2 separate regions of the Sus scrofa genome follow, and region 1 is linked to region 2. A link is a contact called in public HiChIP or PLAC-seq data. All regions are on one chromosome and are shown on one strand. The core of a region is the stretch at or near the end of the contact, and the rest is flanking DNA. Distances in the headings are between cores, read along the strand shown.

The links. HiChIP or PLAC-seq counts read pairs in DNA pulled down with a chosen protein or histone mark.
Region 1: an H3K27ac HiChIP or PLAC-seq map of alveolar macrophages shows a contact between it and region 2. The contact joins two enhancer-like sites. A contact is called at or near these places in 1 of 47 Hi-C or Micro-C datasets (epiblast stem cells) and 1 of 2 datasets of contacts at active chromatin or transcription factors (alveolar macrophages).

The regions. Positions count from the first base shown.
Region 1 is chr10:65,237,961-65,245,749 of Sscrofa11.1, reverse strand. FAM208B (protein FAM208B) reads left to right here. Exons shown (of 22, transcript XM_021065043.1): 5 at 7,209-7,346; 6 at 7,462-7,592; 7 at 7,672-7,691; 8 at 7,783-7,789. Among named protein-coding and RNA genes, the nearest start is that of FAM208B, 27 kb to the left of the region's middle. Within about 2 kb of position 2,484, at least 1 of the 83 cell types and tissues checked has an H3K27ac peak or open chromatin away from gene starts, as enhancers often do. A contact at or near this core is called in alveolar macrophages, where this site is marked.
Region 2 is chr10:65,090,848-65,097,995 of Sscrofa11.1, reverse strand. It overlaps FBXO18 (F-box DNA helicase 1), which reads left to right. Exons shown (of 20, transcript XM_021065040.1): 2 at 3,700-4,298. The coding sequence starts at 3,765. Among named protein-coding and RNA genes, the nearest start is that of FBXO18, 15 kb to the left of the region's middle. Within about 2 kb of position 2,080, at least 4 of the 83 cell types and tissues checked have an H3K27ac peak or open chromatin away from gene starts, as enhancers often do. A contact at or near this core is called in alveolar macrophages, where this site is marked.

The sequences.
Region 1 (7,789 bases), core at 1,235-3,734, 150 kb before region 2:
TGGAGGGTAGATGAACACCTTCAGCATTCGAGTTCCTTGGAATTACTTCTGCCTGTCTTTGAAAGCTGAACTTACACATCGTTGCTTGTACCTAAATTGTGGAAGAAGGAAACGACTGCAGACGTGTCTCCGAAGACGTGTGTGTCTTCTGGAAACAGTTTTTATTTTATTTTATTTTTTTAACGTTTGCTTTTTAGGGCTGCACCTGCAGCATATGGAGGGTCCCAGGCTAGGGTCCAATCTGAGCTGTAGCTGCCGGCCTACACCACAGCCACAGCCACGGGGAACCAGAGCCGCATCTGCAACCTACACCACAGCTCACGGCAACACTGGATTCTCAACCCACTGAGCAAGGCCAGGGATCAAACCCACATCCTCATGGATCCTAGCTGGTTTGTTGCTGCTGAGTCACGACAGGAACTCCTAGATACAGTTTTAACAGTGCTAGAGATCTATAATCCAACTTAAAGTAATTCAGTGATAATATTTTGGTTGGGTTCATGATTTTTAAAGTTGAACGAGGGTAGATTTGCTAAAGAATAATTAACATTAGCATATAAAATTAAGATTATATAGTAATATCAGAGAGTTTATTTATCAATCATTTACTTCCAAATAAAGTATGATGTGGATTCATAGTAAAAAAGGCATTTGGGGGCAACACATCTTCAGATTTAGTGACTGAGTCCCTAGCTGTAATTGAAATTGTCAGGAGAGGATTTGTCTGTGAGCTTGTTGAATTTGGTTTGGTGGTGACACTTTTGTTAACAGAAATGGTAAAATTTCATGAAGAAGTCTGAACTGTTAATAGTAACTAAGACACAGTTGCCTTGCCTAAACTTGCTCTGAATACATGCAGTGTACAGACTCTGTCTTAGAAAGCCTATAGACTATAGCATTATTTCATTGACTCTCCCAAGGACGATATGATAAGCAAAGTACGATCTTTTGTTTCAAGGCAAAGTTGGTATGTCAGCGTGGACTCTGTGTTGGCAGCAGTGCTCTCACCACTCTGGGTGACCCAGGGAAAGGTAGGTCTGTAAGAAAAAAGAACCTCTTTTACAAGGAGAAGTGGGATTTAGTTACAAAAGACACCTGTATTAAGAGCTAGTTTCATTAATGATAAATAATAACCTTTGGTGGAGTTCCCGTCGTGGCACAGTGGTTAGTTAACGAATCCGACTAGGAACCTTGAGGTTGCGGGTTCGATCCCTGCCCTTGCTCAGTGGGTTAACGATCCGGCGTTGCCGTGAGCTGTGGTGTAGGTCCCAGACGAGGCTCGGATCCCTAGTTGCTGTGGCTCTGGCGTAGGCCGGTGGCTACAGCTCCGATTCAACCCCTAGCCTGGGAACCTCCATATGCCGAGGGAGCGGCCCAAGAAATGGCAAAAAGACAAAAATAATAATAATGATAATAACCTTTGGAATCAGAGCTTTAATCCTGTAAATGAGCTTCGAGTCTAAGGCTTAAGGTTTTCTAATAGGAGTTACCTTTTTTAAAAGGAAGGTTGGACTAGAAAAGAGACTGAAGGTGTCTTTCAGTGCCAGGAGATGGGCGGGGTCCTCCAGGGCTAGGGAGCCTGTCTTCTGAACTCTCACAATGGCCGTGGGAATGGGGAGTGGGTTCCACGTGGCAACTGTGGAATGCGAGGAGTAAGAGAAAGGACACAGCCGCCGTAAGGCTTTCCCCTTAGACCACAAGGATGTTAGCGAAGGAGAAGGAGTAGGAAGCTGATGAGTTAGGAGAGAAGAGGTAATCTTACGGAGAGTGTGGATAAGCACGAATAATTTCTTTAAGCTTCACTTTTCTCATGTGTAAAATAGATGAAATTATCTTCTAGACTTGTTGTGAGGATTACGTGAGGCTATGTAATGTGCTCGGCTTGGCGCCTACACCTAGTAAGCGCTCAGTAGATGAACACGACGCTTTAGTGAGCTAAGTTGTAGAAGTACTGAGATTGTCCCGAGTGTTTCTGGGAGCTCTCCTGCTGGTGGTGAAAGTAGTTGGAAAAGGGATTAGGACAGGATTTGGGGGCTCAAGGGGGCAGCGGGTGGGTATTAGTTGAAGCCAAAGGTATCGTTACGTGGGGCAGCAAAGAACAGAACTTTTAGGTTGTTATGGGACCGAGGGATAGGGCCCTGGGGAGGGGACAGGAAGAGGGCGCCCCGTGGATGAAGAAGCAGGAAGTGGAGTTTCTTTTCTTTTTTTTTTTTTTTTGTCTTTTTGCTATTTCTTTTGACCACTTCCGCGGCATATGGAGGTTCCCAGGCTAGGGGTCCAATCGGAGCTGTAGCTGCTGGCCTACGCCAGAGCCACAGCAACGCGGGATCCGAGCCGCGTCTGTGACCTACACCACAGCTCACGGCAACGCCGGATCGTTAACCCACTGAGCAAGGGCAGAGACTGAACCTGCAACCTCATGGTTCCTAGTCGGATTCGTTAACCACTGCGCCACGACGGGAACTCCCAAGGAAGTGGAGTTTCACGGAAAGCAGAAGGATGCAAGGAGGTGTGGCAGTGTCCGAGGCTAAAGAAGTTGGAGCTCAGGACTGAGAAAGATTATCAGGCTTCATGGCTAGATTCCTGCTGACTATTTTTTCAAATAACGGCTTTAGTGAGATAAAATGCACACACCATTCCGTTCACCCATTTAAAGCATAGAATTCTGTGTTTGCAGTGTATTCACAGAGTTGTGCAGCTGTCAGCACAGTCAATCTCAGACCATTTTCATCTGTCACTTGCTCTCCCCCCAGCCTAGGCAGCCACTGTGTTTTTGCCCCTGTGGAGTGGCCTGTTCCTGATCTTCCACATGAATGGAATCACGTGTCATCTTTTGTGACGCCTTTTACGTAGCTTCGTGCTTTTGAGGTTCATCCATGTTGTCAGCATGTGCTTCTCTGGCTGAATCGTATTCTGTTGTACCACATTTTCTTTATCCATTCAGCAGTTGATGGATATTTGATTGTTTCTGCTTTTTGGCTATAGTGAAATTGCTACTCTGTACACTCCTGTACAAGTCTTTTTTTTTTTTTTTTTTTTTTTTTTTTTTTTGTCTTTTTGCCATTTCTTGGGCCGCTCCCGCAGCATATGGAGGTTCCCAGGCTAGGGGTCTAATCGGAGCTGTAGCTGCCAGCCTACGCCAGAGCCACAGCAACGCAGGATCCGAGCCGCGTCTGCAACCTACACCACAGCTCACGGCAACGCCGGATCGTTAACCCACTGAGCAAGGGCAGGGACCAAACCCGCAACCTCACGGTTCCTAGTCGGATTCGTTAACCACTGCGCCACGACGGGAACTCCTCCTGTACAAGTCTTTTTGTGGACATGTGTTTTCATTTCTCTAGGAGTGGAATTGCTGGCTCAGGTGCTAACTCTGTGTAAAAGAAACATTTTTTAAACTTATATTCACCACTTCAGAGGACATGAAAGGGGATAAATTCATAACCCTGATGACTGTTTACATAAAACCCTTTTTTCCTTCTCCCTGATTCTTTTTAATCCCCCTCTTTTCATTATGAAAAGTTCATAGAAAAAGTAGAGAGCATGGCATAATAGACCTATCACCTACATTTAACAGGTGATGTTTTGCATTAATCTTCATTTGTTTTTGTTTTTGTTTTTGTTTTTTTTTGTCTTTTTGCTATTTCTTTGGGCCGCTCCCGTGGCATATGGAGGTTCCCAGGCTAGGGGTCGAATCGGAGCTGTAGCCACTAGCCTACACCAGAGCCACAGCAACGCGGGATCCGAGCCGCGTCTGCAACCTACACCACAGCTCACGGCAACGCCGGATCGTTAACCCACTGAGCAAGGGCAGGGACGGAACCCGCGACCTCATGGTTCCTAGTCGGATTCATTAACCGCTGCGCCACGACGGGAACTCCTAATCTTCATTTGTTTAAAAAAACTTTTTTTTTTTTTTAAATATGAATGTGAACTACAAGCAAATGCCTCAGCTTCCATCTCCAAAACTTAAGGCCATTTTCCTGCTGCAGGCTCACGAGTTTATTATTGATGTTTGAGAGGCTGGCTTCGGGGTACAGTTGATGTTTGAAAGGTGGAGCAGAGGTTGGATTGTTCGTGACAAATACACATTCTTCGTAATCCCATGTAGTGGGGCTGATAATAAAGGCGCACCACGGCCTGTTGTATAGTTTTTGGCTCAAATAGAAATGGACAGTTCTGTGTCTAATAGGAGTCCTTTATATTAATCTAGTGTATCACGGTTTTAAAAGCTTATCAATCCTTTGAACTCTTCCTGAGAACCCTGTAGTTTATGTGTTTATGACCCATGCCCACCCTCTCCCTTAAGTGACATGCCCCTCAGGCACGTGGTTGTCACTGGTAGTAAGAGAAAAAGTTGGAACTGGAACCCAGTCTTGTGGCCACGAATTTATTGCTCCATCCACTGTGTCAGTGTTCTCACCGCTGTCTTTGTGTTTTCAAAAGAGAGGCCTCAGTTGAGGAGGACCTCTGAAGTCTGTCCTTGCCTCTTCCTGCCCGCTGCCGCCTTTGGGGATCCCCTCTCCCCTCCCGGAGACTCGCTTCTTTCTCTCTTCAGCAGCAGTGGCGTGTCATGTGGCTGCGGCGGTGAACGAAATGAGTAAAACCCCCTCCATGCAGCTTAGTCTGTCAGAATAAGCTGCTCAAACGCAGGGACCTTGTTTGTGTCCCTTTGTGTCACTGCACAGAGCTGCCGTGTAGTAAAGCTTAGCACGCATCCAGTCTGAGTGCTTAGGGAGACTTTTTGCAAACAGTAACTTGAGAATCAGATTAATTACCAGTAGGCCTTTGAGTGATTGCGTGGAGAAAAAATAAATGAAAATTTTCCAAAAGTGTGATGCTTTTATCCCTTTTTAGTTATTGTGCCCAACTAGAAAATTGGTTGTCAAACTGATATATCCTACCTTATCTTAGCTCTAATGTTTCCATACCTTTAGAATATCTCAAATACTTTCTAAAAGGTAAGCAGTTTCAGAGTAGTTTTTTAATATTAGCTTTTATTTTCTTTTGTGTTATCTTATTTAAAGGTAGCTGTACAGGTGAATTGTGTATGTGAAACAATCTTTTACAGTGTAAGTTAATCTACATTTTATACTTTTATAGGTGTATACATTTCCAAATACTCAGACTATCTTCAGGCAAGACCTTGGTATCATGGGAAGTCTGGTTATGTTGTAATTTTTAATCTAATTAAGGTAAAGCCTAAACGTGCTTCTATGTAATTTTTCTTTTAAAAGCAAAAGATTATCAGTCTGTGATACTGTTCTTTGTAGATCATTTGCTAAACATAGTCCTTTCCTTGAAAGACAAAGCTTTTGTTGTTGTTGTTCGTTTAATAGATGATCTATGAATATGTTTTAAGAAAAAAATTCAAAATAATACAACAGGTATTCAGTGAAAAGCTTTCCTCTTACCTTGTCCCACAATACCACTTTTTAAACATTAAATAACAGAAAACAAGGAGCTGCTTATCAACAAATGTGATTTCAGTTAGAAGAGGTGAATTTAGAAGGCAACATACTTTTTTAACCCTTAAACATCTGGACCTTGTTCAGAGCTGTCTGTGGCACCTGAAACTGATTGTCTCAGAAGGTTTTAAGTGCCCTGAGAGCGTCCAGCACAAGTGAATCATGAATAGAATTTTCACTCTTGATAGCAGGGAAGCTCTGATTTTAGAAGTTGGGGACCTTTTTGAGGACATACTCTCTTTTTGTTTTGCTTTTGTTTTAGTTTTCCTGCTGTCTTAAGTTCTTCGGCTATAAATGAATGTGAACTCTTCGTATTCCAGAATTCCAAATTTGTCCTCAAGAACTGGAGGGAAAGTAGCATTGCATTGACACACAGTCACTGCTTTAGTTTTGCTGCAGGCAACATGCCTGTCCACTCAGATAACAAACCTTTGGAGTTTTTTTTTTGTGGGGTGGGGAGTTGGTATTTATGTTTGCTTGTGCCTCACTGTTGGTTCCATGCCTCTGTGTCCCACCTGTCTGATGGAGACTGCTGTTTAGTTTTGCCTGTATTCTCTCCTTACATCGCTGCTCAGAAGCCAGCCCTGCCCAGCATCAAAAGGTGTTTGATGGCGAGAGGATACAGGTTGTGACTACTCTCTGAGAAGTACCATTATATTATTTGTCTTAGTATTGCCTTTGGCAGGCCTATCAATGAAGAACCAGGACTCTAATAGCAAATATGCAGACATATATATACACACACACACATATATTTTTAAGTAATGCATCCTGTAGAAATCAAAATAAAAGTTGCCTATCATTTTACACCTCTTTTTGGTATATACTTTGTGTAATTTTTGTCATGTATGTCTATATTATTCAACAGCTTTTAAAATCATTGTGTGATAGTTCCTTGCATGGTAAACTCAACAGTTCTCTTTTTCCTTTTTCTGGGACTTATGTAACCCTTGACGAAGAGAAATCCAATGGGCAACTCTTATCAACTCTTCAGTAATCAGAACCACTGGCCTGTTAAACGTTTCACTGTGTTTTTGTTCCTCGGTGATTTGCTTCGTCCTGGCCTAATAGAATTTATCTTGGCCTGTGATTTACATTTGATAACTTAATACTTCACTTTGGAAACTCATCTTTTTGAAATTTCAGGTTTCACTTGTCATTTTTTTATGATATAGTCACTGAATAGCTGGCTAATCTGATAGCCATGTAATTTCTCTTTTAAAGAAATGAGTCTCCTAAATTTGGGGGAGTAATTCATGTATTCTTTTGATACTGTGGTAAAGTTGTGGACATTTGCCTGAGAAAGATGTCCAAACATATCAGATTTTTTTTTAGCCATACCTGCAGCGTATGGAAGTTTCTGGGCCAGGAATTGAACCTGAGTCATAGCTGTGGCAACACCAAATCCTTAACCCACTGTGCCGGGCTGGAGATCAGACCTGCGCCTCAGTATCGACCCAAGCCGCTTTAGAGACAAGGCTGGATCCTTAATCCACTGTGCTACAGCCGGAACTCCTCAGATTCTTTTTTTTTTTTAATTTTAAGGGTTAAATACAAATTTAATGGGGTTCATGGATGTTAACATTATTGGTGGCCCGAAGATGATTTTCTAAGAACCGTAGTTCTTATTAACACATAACTGTTGAAACACATCCTTCATTAGGCTACTTTTAAATAAATCCTAGAGTAAGATTGTTGCTGTTTGAAGACATCTGATTAGTCTTAATGTCTTCATTCTAGGGCAGAGTCAGGTTTGTGTCTGAGAACTATACAAGTAACTACACTAGCCCGTCTTCTGGCTACGACTGCCACGTGGCTGTGAATACTCACAAGGTTTCTCACAGGACGAGTCATTTTCGCACCTTTGAACTGAGCCAGGTATAATCATCTCCAAGATACATTTCTGAATCTCAGCCCGTGCAGGGTTGAAGTAACTTGGTGTGTGTGGAATTCTGCAGTGCTAGCCTGATAATGTTGATGTTTCTCGTTGCAGTATTACCTCTATGAACTCTCAGGCAGCACCGTTGCTGAGCGACCCAGACAGATCTGTCCTTATGTGATTGTAGCTTTTCAGTACAGGGACCCTAAAACCATGGCAGCACCACCCCATATTCCTAAAAGCTTGTAAGTAATTATGTGCATACTTTGTTTTACTGGATTTGTTTTCTTTGCTCTCATAAAATTGTTTTTTTTTCCCCCCCAGACTTGAACTCAAAGAAAATGGTAAGAAATTATCTAATTGGTTCTTTTCGGGTTTTTTCATAGTAAATATTTTGTTCACAAATAAACAGTTTCTTGCCCTCGCTTTCTACAGTTTTCAT
Region 2 (7,148 bases), core at 831-3,330:
CCCGTCAGTTCCACTGTCTCTTCACTAGACGTGTTGTGTGTTTGCTTTTACCCAGCTGAGCATATTTTTAAATACTGCTCTGTGGCTTAGCAGTAATACTGCTGCATCTTAACTCTGAATTCAGGAAGTTAAAAGGTCTCCAGCATCCTTTTAGAGGGACCTGTAGAACGATTTTTGTGTGTAGAAATAATGTTTTAAAAAAACTCCTGTTAAACCTTGAAAGAATAGACTGAAACCTGGAAGAATCGTTTCTGAAGAAGCTAAGGGCCGAGGGGGGGGGCTCCTGATTAGGAATATGAGTTCCAGGAAGACCCAGTAGTGTCTTGGTTTTCGACCCTTCAGGGCTGTAGGATGTGCTGGGTGAGAGTCTGGCCGTTGATACTCCCGTTTACTCGAGTATTTTTAGGACCTGTGAAAACACGGTGCTGGAAGAAACTGGTTTCTCTGCTGATCATCTCCTGTAAAGGATCGCTTTAATTCTCTGGTTGTATCGATTCTTGTCCTCTCTCTCTCTCTCTTTTTTTTCCTTCTATAAAGTGTAACTGTACTGTTTTACAGTCGTGTAACTAGCCTATTTAATGCCATAGGAGGTAGGTAGAGCTTACATGCAGTAAGATGCAGCAACATAGAGAGTCTCAGTTAAATATGAAAAAGAATGACCTGGCAGAAAACGACTACTATAAACTATTTCAATACTCTTGAGATGGAATTCTAGGTACACCTGCTGCTATAGTGTGTTGCTGAGGGAGAATATGAAATTTCCTCCTCTGAAGATGCTGAAAAGCAGACTTGGTTCTCTTCTGTTTGGGGGCCCTGTTCCCACCCTCTTCCTCCTGCCAGATGCCCTGGGGGCTGGGCAGGTGCATGGGGTGGGGGTGGGGGGCGGGAGGCACACAGGGACTCTGCAGTGACTCCGCATTGGTCAGTGTGGTCTGCTTCTGTGACTTGGGGAAAGCTGGTATATAAGGAATGAGTTTATTTTTGAAAAGCTGTAGCCAACTCTGAAAATAGTCATGGTCATTATGGGACCATAAATGGCCTGGCTAAAGTCAAGGAAAAGATGCCAGCTTTCAGTTTATCTGTTAGTGAGGGGTACCTTCTTTTTGAATGAGTGTGTCATTGTCAGGGCTTCTAGAAAGTGTGATAGGTTATTTTATGATCTTGGGATTTCCTCTCAAATCTGAAGGGAACTATGCTAAGAAATCGACATGACTGAAAATTGGGAAAATAGGAGAGGAGAAGGGCTGGAGAAGGTGGGCTGTAGTCACTGTATTCCTGAAAATTAATTTGCTGGCCAGCTTGAGAATTGGTGATAACTAACACGTGTCCCGTTTCTTCTGCCTGCTGGTGCAAAACAGTGAGACGGTTTAAGCGGAAGCATCTTACGGCCATCGACTGCCAACATTTGGCGCGGAGTCACTTGGCTGTGACCCAGCCCTTCGGTCAAAGATGGACAAACAGAGACCCCAACCACGGTCTCTATCCTAGACCCAGAGCAAAGCGAGGGACTCGGGGTACGTCTGCCCTCCACATCTCTAGTGTGTGTGTCCCTGTGTAAATATTGCTACTGTCACTTGCCATCCTGTTGCCACAGTTTGAGCCTTCTTCCTGATGTGTGGGTTTCCCGTGACAATCCCATCTTAGCGCCGTGGGGTGAAAGAGGCCCAGGAAGACACGGGGCGTCTCCACTCTCACGTGTAGGAAGCGTGTCGCCACGATTCCAGCCGTGATCTGACTTGTCCAGTCTGTCACTGGGCCCACGGTGTCGCCGTGTTCCTCCTGGCGCCCCTTGTTCCAGGCTTTTGTGGTAGCGTCTTCAGTGCCCTTTGTCGCCTCGTGCCCGGGCTGCTGCTCTGACCCTCCTGCTTGTCTCCAGACTTTGTTTCTTCCCAAGCACGTCGCACATACATCATCACATAATGGTCCTTCGTCCCACTTTCTGTCATGTCACCAGCCTGCTCCCAGACCCGCTCCCAGCCTGCAGTGTGGGCCGTGTCCCTGCTGCTGTTAGGGGACTCAAGCCCCGTCCGCTGACATTCCTACACGCAAGTTCTGCTTCTGGCAGCTTGCCTTTCTTCCTCCCCTTCACGTGCCCAGCAGTTTCCTGCCTCTGCTGCCACTGCCTGTTCATGTAAGCCGGACGGGCTCCCTTCCCCGCCCTGCATCTCATTGCAGAATCCAACTCAGGCCTTCCCCAGGCGTGCGAAATACCGGGATGGGGGTGGCGTATGTGTTTATCACGTTTGGGAACCACTGTCACCAATTCGAGGAGGGAGGTTCAGGGCAGTGGCCCTGTGTCGTCTGACACTTGTCTGTTGTGTGTGTGTGAGTCAACTTCTCTTCTGTGCGGTGAGCGCTTTCCTGATAGACTTGTCAGCATGGGTGTGTTTCTGCGGGAAACGTGGCACCGAACGAGGGGTAGGTCTTCAGAGGTTTTGGTGCGACTGAATTCCCCAGCTAGAAAATAGCAGGATTTCACCCAGGCCCCTTGACTTCAAAACTTCTGGTTTCTATCGAGGTGCCCCAGAAACAGTTATAATGTTTATCTGACATGGGAAAAATATTAAACTTTATAAATTCTAAACCTTGTTTTGTTCCACTGTCTGGCCCCCCTGCCTCATTTACTTGAGGATTCTGGGTTGAGCCCTTTCAGGGAAGTAGCGCATGTCTTGCTGTATGTCGGTAAGGTGTTAACTACTTCACTGGCATTTCACAGCAGTTCACAAGAGTTTAAAAATGCTGTGGTGATGTGTGAAATCGCCAGCTAGACCCCTAAGTTCCTGAGACGTCTGTGAGGTCAAGGACCCTGTATACTGTTATTATGCAATTTACATGCAGTTTATATTTGTCTCGGAACCATAGGTGCTTAGTAAATGCCTTATTGAGTAAATGTTAGACTAGATTAGGTGCACTCTAATGACACGAAAAGAATTCTGACTATATGTGTGTGTGTGTATTTTTTTGTTTGTTTGTTTGTTTTTTGCTTTTTCCGGCTGCACCTGACTCATGTGGAAGTTCCTGGGTCGAATCAGAGCTGCAGCTGCCGGCCTGTGTGAGCCACGTCTGGGGCTTACGCCGCAGCTTGCAGCAGTGCCGGGTCCTTCACCCCCTGAGCGAGGCCAGGGATCAGACCCACAGCCTCATGGATACTGTTTCTTAACCTGCTGAGCCACAGTGGGAACTCCCCTGACTTATATTTTACAATAAGGTGCCAGTTTTACAGGAGGAAATAAAAATCAAAAGGATTTTAACTGTCAAATGAGACCAGCGGATTTTACTGAATTCTAATAATCTAAATGATTTTCCTATTTATGCAACCTTAGGGTTTTTTTTGTACAAAAAATTGTTTTTTTACATTGTACAAGCAGGCTAAGAGAGGTGCATTGCGTAGGCAGATGGGTGGGTGTGAGCAGTTAGGTGCTTGCGTGCTGTCTGGGCAGGTGTGCTGTTTGTATGCAGCGCGGCGTGTAACGTGGTCCTCACGCTGTCCAGAGACTGGGCTTTGTCTCTTTCCAAATGTGTGTCTGCACACGAGAGCCCAGGATCACTCGGTTTGGCATAAAGCTGTTTGTGTAATCAATTGACCAATAGATTTGTCTCTTTCCTCTCTTAAAGCAGGTAAGGGAATGTTGGTTTCATTTTGCGCCCCGCCCCCGAGGGTCAGCAGTCATCACTCAGGTCTCGTCCTTCCTGGCACAGGTCGAGGATGCCCAGGATACAGCCCTGAGTTCTTCGTGTCCGGCCGGCAGCAGTGCACCAATGTCATGGCCAAGAGCAGTTCTGGGGGCCAGGACAGCGCCAAGGACTCGGGGGACGAGATGATCTTTGCCGCCGAGAGCACGTGCGCCCTGCCTCCGGAGGGGGACGGGGAGGCAAGGCTGGGCCCGCCGGGGGCGGCGCTGCCTGCCAGGAAGCGGTCTCGGGCCTTCGAGGACGAGGACGAGCGGCAGCCCGCCACGGGCCCCCGGCGGTGGGCCGGGGCTTCTAAGAAGACGCCGCGGCACCCCTTGTCCCCGTCGTGCCCCAGGCCCGGGGAGGCCCGGTGGGAAGCCGAGGGGCCGGTGTCGCGGCCTGGGGAGTCCCGCGGAGGAGACCCGGAGGACGATGGGCCCGACCCCGACCCCGACCCGCACTACGGGCTCCTCGGGAGCCTGCCGGGCCAGGAGCCCCAGAGCCGCATCTGCAGCCTGCCCAGCGAGGTGCTCAGGCACATCTTTGCCTTCCTCCCCGTGGAGGACCTCTACTGGAACCTGAGCTTGGTGTGCCACCTCTGGAGGGAGATCATCAGTGACCCGCTGGTACGGGGCCCCCGCCTTCCCTGCGTCTGCTCTGCGAGAGCCCGGGCCCCCTCACCCCGCCTGTCCTTCTGCCCGTAGGGTTTTAGTTCTGACTCGGGGGTGTCCTTTTGCTCCAGAATCGCATCCAGGGCCCTCCGGGTTCACCCACCTTGTCCAGTCTCACTGCTGACCCCCTTCCTCCGCCAACCCCGTGTCATGTCCCTAATGAGTGCTTTGCTGCCCCCAGCTGTGGCCTGCGTGCTCCTTTCCCCGTGTTGGTCTCATCCCCCCCCCCACCTAAAAAGCCCCTCCTATCTCTGGATGTCTCGCCTCTTCTTCAAGCCTTCATGCGTAGGTGAACTACTGGTTCCCATTCTATCCCGTTGAATTTTCTCTCTCTCTCGTGCTGCTACAGTGATTTATACCTTTATACCTTTGTTTGAACTTATCATGTTCTCTGTTACGGTTTTAGAGAGGCTTCCTCTTCCCTGTAGATAATTAGTGCATTGGCGTTCCCATCACGGCTCAGCAGAAACGAATCTGACTAGTATCCATGAGGATCCAGGTTTGATCCCAAGTCCCGCTCAGTGGGGCAAGGATCCAGCATTGCCGTGAGCTGTGGTGTGGGTCTCAGACATGGCTCGGATCTGGCGTGGCTGTGGCTGTGGTGTAGGCCAGCAGCTACAGCTCAGATTCGACCCCTAGCACAGGTGTATCCCTAAGAAGTAAAAAAAAAAAAGACCATTTCTTAAATGATTAGGGCCTTGATAGAAGGTGGGTTGTCCTTTGTGTTTCTGAATTCTCCGCAGTCCTGCAATATTTTACATGCAGTAGGTGATTAATAAAACAAGTGCTGCGTTGAGTCACCCTGCAGTGCCTTGAGGTTGACATGGTGGGTGGTCTGTGCCCTCAGGAAGGATTTCCCAGCACCGCGTGGCCTGGCGCCCTGCCCTGCCCTTCGTTGTGTAATTGCACTTCCCAGGGTCTGGCCTCCCGCCGGCCTGAGGGCTGCGAGGGTGTCTGCTTGGCGTGTGTATCCCTTAGACGAGCCGCTGGGACGAAACCAGAGGTGCGTGTTGAACTCATTCTTCAAAGGCACTGAAGTTTGGAAACTCGGAGTGCGACGTGGGTGTATCAAGACTTCGTACGTTTCTCTTCTAAACGCAAAAGATCCCAGAGGAAATTTCACCTCGCTCTCGCTCCATTCTTTGCTTGGGGTCTTGTCTCCTCCTTTCTGAGAAATATCTTTCTGCTTTTAGTTGTGGACGCCGTCTTGGGTCAGCACTTCCAGTCCCTTAGTTGAGGTCCCTCCGCTGTGACCCAAATAGTCATGGAGGGGGATACGGGAGGGTCCTCTTCATTCTGCTTGAGAAGATTTGGGGAAAATAAACCGGCTTGTCCTTACCTTTTTTGGTTGGTTTTTTGTTTTTTTAGGGCCGTACCCATGGCATGAGGAGGTTCCCGGGCTAGGGGTCAAATCGGAGCTGTAACTGCCAGCCTACACCACAGCCACGCCGGATCCGAGCTGCATCTGCGACCTACGCCACAGCTCACGGCAACGCTGGATCCTTAACCCCCTGAGCACGGCCAGGGGTCGAACCCCACAACCTCATGGTTCCTTGTGGGATTTGTTTCCGTTGCCCCACGACGGGACCTCCTTACCTCTTGAAATGCTAGGCTAACACCCTCTTTATTATCCCCGGCAGTGACATGATGCGGTTCTTTTCCGTGACAGTCACAGCTCTTCGTCTCGTTCCTGGTGGTGTCTTTGTATGGCTTTGGCAGGAGGTCTTGCTGGCCTCAGGAAGTTTGGAAGTGCTTCCTCCTCTTCGGTGTTTTCGAAGGGTTTAAGGAGGACTGCTCTTCCTCAGTGTCCGTAGAATTCTTCAGTGAGGCCATCTGGCTCTGGGCTCTTTACTGATTCAACCTCTGTCCTCATTATTGGTCGGTTTAGATTTTTTGTTTCTTCGTGATTCAGTCTTCAGTGGGTTGTGTTTTCCTAGGAATGTATCCGTTTCTTCTGGGTAATCTGGTTCGTTGGCCTGCAGTTGTCCATAGTGTTCTCATGACCTTACTTCTTTGACATCAGTTCTCATAGCCCGCTTTCATTTCTTTCTTTCTTTCTTTTTTTTTTCTTTTTTTGTCTTTTTGCTATTTCTTGGGCTGCAGCCACGGCATATGGAGGTTCCCAGGCTAGGAGTCCAGTCGGAGCTGTAGCTGCCAGTCTACGCCAGAGCCACAGCAACGCGGGATCCGAGCCACGTCTGCAGCCTACACCACAGCTCACGGCAATGCCAGATCGTCAACCACTGAGCAAGTCCAGGGATCGAACCTGCATCCTCATGGTTCCTAGTCGGATTCGCTAACCATTGCGCCATGACGGGAACTCCCCGCTTTCATTTCTGATTTCAGTTATTTGAATCTTCTCTTTCCCCCTCACATGACTGGTGCTTATCCACGTTGTCGATCTTTAAAAAAAACCTCAACTCTTAGCTTTATTGATTAAAAAAAATTTTTTTTTCTGTTCTCTATTTCGTTTATCTCTGCTTTGTAGTCTTTATTATTTCCTCCCTTCTGCTGTTTTGGGTTTAGTTTTTTCTTTTTCTAGTTCCTATACATGTAAAGTTAGGTTGGTGTGATCTTTTTCTTTAATGTAAGTTTTTATAGCCATAAACCTACCTCTCAGCACTGTTTACACTTCATCCCATACATTTTTGTGTGCTGTGTTTTTGTGTTTGTCTCAAGATACTTTCTAATTTCTTTGTGAAGTTTTAAAACACAATTTTAAAAGTGTTGTTTACTTTCCACCTATTCGTGTGTTTTCCGGTTTTCTTTCTGCTACTGCTTTCTCATTTCGTTTTATAGTTCCTG